Linked DNA regions of Mus musculus: region 1 is linked to region 2. Evidence: chromatin contacts called from public Hi-C data. All regions are on one chromosome and are shown on one strand. Each heading gives the region's core, a stretch centred on a gene start, on an enhancer-like site or on the middle of the called end of the contact. The rest is flanking DNA. Distances are from core to core; before and after follow the strand shown. Region 1 has its middle 20 kb from the start of Gatb. Region 2 has its middle 7.2 kb from the start of Gm30944.

Region 1 (2,700 bases), core at 57-2,556, 540 kb after region 2:
GCTGTGCCCTTCCCATCATAGAGGACTGGGGCACTTTACACCAAGGTAAAGCCTTCCTCCTTTGAGCCAGGCATTTGATCATATTGGTGAGAAAGTTATTATCATACCTTCATTATTTCTGCTCCTACTTTAGCTCATATGTCTACAGAACAAGGCTCATAAACAAAGCTAAGCAGAGAAGCAAAGGGCATTTGCTATTTGCCCCTTTTCAGCCCCACATGGTACAATCACAGAGAACTAGAAGTTATCACCACCATGGAAATTCCTAAAATGTTTTTCCAAGCATACTCACGGAGACCTTTTACCAAGGAGAAATGAGAGCACAAATGCTCCTAGCCCTCTACTCTACTCACATGGCTTCTGCCAGTCAGCTCAGCTCTCAACACTCCTCTCCATCCCAGGCTATCAGTAGAAATACAGAAATCACAGGCATACACAAAAACCTAATATATGGATGCAGAACACATTCACGTGTACTAAATACCAGTCTCTGCCTTTGGATAACACACATGATGCTGAAATCCAAACACAACCTTCCATTATCTCCATGGGAGTTTCTACATGCATCAAGGGGCACATTTGGTTTAGATCAATTAAGTTTGTTTTTCTTTTATTACTTAGGCACATAAAGCAGTCAAAATACATTTATTATATATTCTTTTTAAAAAAATAATTTCCCTGCATATACATATGTTTTACAAATACAACAGGCTTTCCACTGTCAGGACTCAGGCAGTGGCAGCTTTCATTTTTCTCCTTACAGGGAAAGATGGGCTCATACAGGTCATTTCTGGAAGAGGCACTTTCTTACTTAGTGTAGAAAGTGAAAGAAAAGAAAGGGAATAGAAGAATGGAGATTTTTTTTTAACTTCAAACAATCTGAGATTCGTATCTTTAAACTTACAGTCACAGGGCAGAGACTGGCTGGGATACTCCTGTAAACCCATCGGTTAGAGAGGCCACGTCTTGTCACCTCCAGACAATGGCAGGACACACTAATGCAGTTAAGCCATGCTGCTGCTCGAGCGTTGGGGGAGGACTGGGTCATTTCAGGTCAGTCTGGATCCCTCCTTTCCTCTGTAGGGACCTTCTGCACAGAGATGAAACTCGGGGACACAGGACACACTGCTTTGTCCTTACAGGGAAGTGCCACAGACATTTGCCTCAGTAGGCTCCTGAGGGTTTATCACACTTGCTCTCTGGGATCTCCTTATTCAGCTTCTTATTGGAAGCTGTCTGTTGTCTCATTCCTAAACAGGGAGCCCCGTGGGATCACAGGGCACGTCTGTCTCAAGCTCTCCTACAACTCCACAGTGATGCTTATGACTCAGCAAATACGCGTTGAATGGATGAGTGTGTTCATCTATCCAATCCACATATAGCCAGTGGTGAAAATTAGTCCACACCTTTGAGAAGTTCTCAGAAGAGAAATAAACACTAAGCCATCGCAGGGAGAGTGTGGGAGGGAAGAAACCATGCTGAATTAGATAGTACATTTGTATTACATGATGTGTGATACCATATGAAGACAGGCACATTCGCTGTTCTGCTCCCTCCCACGCTGATTAGTAGGTTATTCTTTCAAAAATTAGTCACAGAGTGTGTGGGCACTGCTGCCCTCTCAGTCTCTGGGAACCATGCTAGGATCTAAAGCTGCCAGTCCTGAGGTACAGCAGCTGCGTGCTGATCCTAAGATGGGGTAGAGTTCGGGCTGCTGAGACGCTTAGCAGGTGCCTCTAGATAACTCTGGGTATTGGGTGGGAGTAGGTACCTGGTTTGAAGACAGGGTGACTTCAAAGTTCAATATCTGTTGTACATACTCATTTTTACAGCTAGTGGTAAGGTGATGGTTTCTGAGTCTGTGGTGGTTTGAATGAGAATGCCCTCCCATAGGCTTTTCTCTCCTCCCACCCCCACTGCCAGGTTAGGATGTACACTCACAGCTATTTCTCCAACACATGCCTCTCTGCCTGCCATCACATTCACCATGATGATGAGGGTTTACCTCTCTGAACCTGTAAGCAAGTTCCCAATTAAGTGTATTCTTTTATGAGTTGCCTCGTTCATGCTTTCTCTTCACAGAAATAGAACATTAAGACAGAAGTTAGTACCCAGGACCACCAGCAGAGGGATGGCACCACTCACAATGGGCTGGGCTGGGCACTCCACCATCACTAAGACAATGCTCTAAAGGTTGCCTACAGCCCAATCTTATAGATGCATTTTCTTAGCTTAGGTTCCTCCCTCTCTGATGACTTTTACTTGTGATAGGTTGACATAAAACTAGCTACCAAAGCACAGAATGTCTTCAAATGCCCCGTTACTCCTGGCTTAAAGATCTATTGTTAGCAGCATATAGGTGATTCCATTGGCCTGACCTCAGGAACCTAGCTTAAGCACCATGACCTGAGGCCACTGCCAGGTGTGACAGGTGTGTGCTGCCACTCTATCTCTCTGTGTGTCCTTGGTGTTCCCTCTCTTGTTCTTAGGGTGTGCCCCTCTCTCTGTCCCCTTTCTCTGTCCTCATGGCTCTGTTCCCGTCTATCTGCCTGTCTATATTCTCACTTGCCTGCCTCTATCCCTTCCCCAGGTCCTCTCCCCTCCCCCTCCTCCTATAGACCTCTTTTACACCAGGTCTGTTGCTCAGGGGCACATCTCAGCATGGGCCACCAAAGGTTCCCCCTTCATAACACCTATGGT
Region 2 (2,747 bases), core at 180-2,679:
ACCTCCAAAAAGCTAAAACAGCTTCTGAGGCAGAAGTGCAAAGACCTGACTCAGTGGATCTGGGAATTCTGCCAGCCTCCTGGCTTGCCCTTTAGTGTGAACCAACATTTTCCTAGCCTGGGCACCGGGCATAGATGCCCTAGCTCTCTGTTTAATGCAGATCATCACACCAGAGCCACCCGCACCGAAATCCCCCAAGTTGGAAACAGCTTTAAAGGTCTCATTTCTGCAAGGTCTGTTTCTGTAGATCCAGAGCACTGTGCTGTTGAGGTGGTAATGAAGGAAAGAGGGGTGTCCCTAACCTTGAAAGCAGAGAGAATACAGCGTAATCTGTTGACAGGTCGTGGTCGGTTTTTATGTGTCTATTTTCTCTGTTGCCTTGTAAAGTCTACCTTTCTTCAACGCTCCTGGAATCCAGATTTCTTCAGATAATAGTTTGTTCTTGACATTTGTCTCTTGCCAGGCACAGGGAGGGAGGCTTTCCCTGACCCTGCCTGACGATCACCCTGCCTCTGCTCAGAGGCAGGCAGGGTGGCTCCCACCAGCAAGGGGCCAGCTGCTGGTTCTGGCCCAGGTAAGACCTGCTCTACAGCTGCCCTCACCCAGGAGCATCAGGTAACTGTCAGGAAGTTCCTCTTGTCCTTCCAGTGCTAGGAGAGACTCATCTTTTGTGGTCCCTATTCCAAAGTTAGTCCCTTCCTGCTCCTTTTCAGTGGCTGAGTCCCAAAGTGTAGAAGTCTATCCATTATGTTTTTGCTCTAATCTCGATTGCTTGAGAGAGAAAGAGAGAGAGAGAGAGAGAGAGAGAGAGAGAGAGAGAGGAGAGAGATTGTGTGATTTCTAGGCACAAACTTAAGGGTACACAGTGAAGTCCATAGCTTATTTGTGTTTGTGAAGGGATCATGAGTCTATGTTCTCTCTCCTTCCTTCCCTCCTTCCCTCCTTCCCTCCTTTCCTCCCTCCCACTCTTCCTCCTTCGGTCCCTCCCTCCCTCTCTTCCTCTCTCCCTACCTTTACTTTCTTCACAGGATTTTACTAGACAGCCACAAAACTGACCTTGAAATCATAATTCTCCTGCCTCAGCTTTCTGACCATAGAATTACAGAATTATGCCTCCACTAGTGGATCCTTTTAGCTTTTAGAGGTTTTATTTTTGTTGTTGTTTGTTTTGTTTTGTGTTTTTAAAGACAGTCTCACTATGCAGCCCTGGGTGGCCTAGAATGGCTCTACAGAGCAGGGCTGGACTTTAACTCAAAGAGACCCAGCTCTCTCTGTTTCCACAATGCTGGGGCTGAGGGTATGCAGCACCATGCCTGGCCTTTTCGCTAGTTTTACTGTGCACCACCACCAAGCTTTAGAGCAGGTGTTTCTATTACAGCTCATATATAAGGAAACCAAGGCTCAGCCGCCTCCATAGCGACGACAAGCTGTCAGTGGTGAAGTCAGCCAGAACTGCTGGGATTCCAAGGCTGCCGTTCTGCCCTGCCGTAGCACAGGCAGGCCCCCCAAAGCAGCAGCCTGTCAGAAGCAGGGCTCAGAAGCACAACTGTGTTCTCCCACAGAAAGAGACATCTTCCAAACAGGCCACAAGGAAGCTTCCAGTACTGCAAGCGCTTCTTTCCGCCTCTCTCCAAGCAGCATTGGCTGCCAAAGAACGAGGTGTGGTTTGACAATTTCATCCTCATGGAGGTGATTTTGAAGTGGCTTCTGGGAGGAGTTAGGCCCTTTGGGGATGACTGCGCCTACTGCATTGTGGGCAAAGGGTCTTGCTGGCTTCTGGGTAATTCTCTCCTCTGCTCACTGCTTCCTAACTCCCCCTCTCCCTCTACAAATGGCAGATGACAAAAACTCCCGAAGAAACTTCTCATGGCTGCATTTGTCTGTATCAGGGGAAATTAAAATACCCACATTTCCATGCTCTGAGGTTTGATGCCTTATTTGCATATTTTATTGATTTTTCCTCCCTTCTCCTCTCGGTGAGGAAAATGTACCTGTGTGTCAGCACTTACCTGCATTAGCTGTGCCAATGTTTGGCCCTGTTTGGAAGCGCCCCCCCACCCCGCACCCCCACCCGCCGGCCCCCAAGAACCCTGGAGAATGTTGTTTGTTTTGTGACTTCCCCTATAGTCTTTGTTGTTCGTGGTTTCAAATTTTGCCAAGGAAAATCAGTCTTACAGTCATAAGCATTCAGCTATGAAGAGTCCCTCTGCACACTTTAATTTTTTTTCAAGATCTATAACTTCCTTTGCAAACATGGGGGGTGGGGACTAGCCAACAGAAAGGGTGCGGAAGAGAGACTTCTTCCCACTTTCTGGTGCTGTCTACCTGAATTTTTTGAAAGTAGAGCATTTAGAAACAGGGCCCAGGTACAAGCAGAGAAAATACATGCACGTCACTCTCACATGTACATGTGTGTGCACGTTTGTGTTGGTTGGTGTGTACCTGCCTTCATTTACACACTCGGAGGAGAACAAACACCCTCTTTTCAGTACTCTGACTAGAGGAATTCCCTGCTTGGGTAGTTAGCATTTGACTCTTAGAAACAAGGAATAGGAAATCCATTTTAAAAAAAATAATTTAAGCAAGAATAAAAAGAAAATGTTTGAATTATTAGCTCATTTAGTTGGAAAAGCTAAAAGTGGAGAAGTTTCAGGCATGGCTGGAACCAGGTGACATACAGTGTCCCCAGGCTTGACTTCTTCATCTATTAGTGCTGATGGTGACGTCCAGGAAGGCATGTTTTATCT

What was found. Hi-C and Micro-C count contacts between places; a contact is called where the count stands out from the background.
Region 1: a contact with region 2 is called in a Hi-C map of cortical neurons, with 2.8 times the contacts expected there. The contact joins two enhancer-like sites. A contact is called at or near these places in 5 of 484 Hi-C or Micro-C datasets (cerebral cortex, cortical neurons and nephron progenitors) and 5 of 115 datasets of contacts at active chromatin or transcription factors (VIP interneurons, cardiomyocytes, embryonic basal ganglia and 2 more).

The regions. Positions count from the first base shown.
Region 1 is chr3:85,552,390-85,555,089 of GRCm38.p6, forward strand. It overlaps Gm3740. Among named protein-coding and RNA genes, the nearest start is that of Gatb, 20 kb to the right of the region's middle. Within about 2 kb of position 1,307, at least 32 of the 459 cell types and tissues checked have an H3K27ac peak or open chromatin away from gene starts, as enhancers often do. A contact at or near this core is called in VIP interneurons, cerebral cortex and cortical neurons, where this site is marked.
Region 2 is chr3:85,014,377-85,017,123 of GRCm38.p6, forward strand. No RefSeq gene overlaps it. Among named protein-coding and RNA genes, the nearest start is that of Gm30944, 7.2 kb to the right of the region's middle. Within about 2 kb of position 1,430, at least 31 of the 459 cell types and tissues checked have an H3K27ac peak or open chromatin away from gene starts, as enhancers often do. A contact at or near this core is called in VIP interneurons, cerebral cortex and cortical neurons, where this site is marked.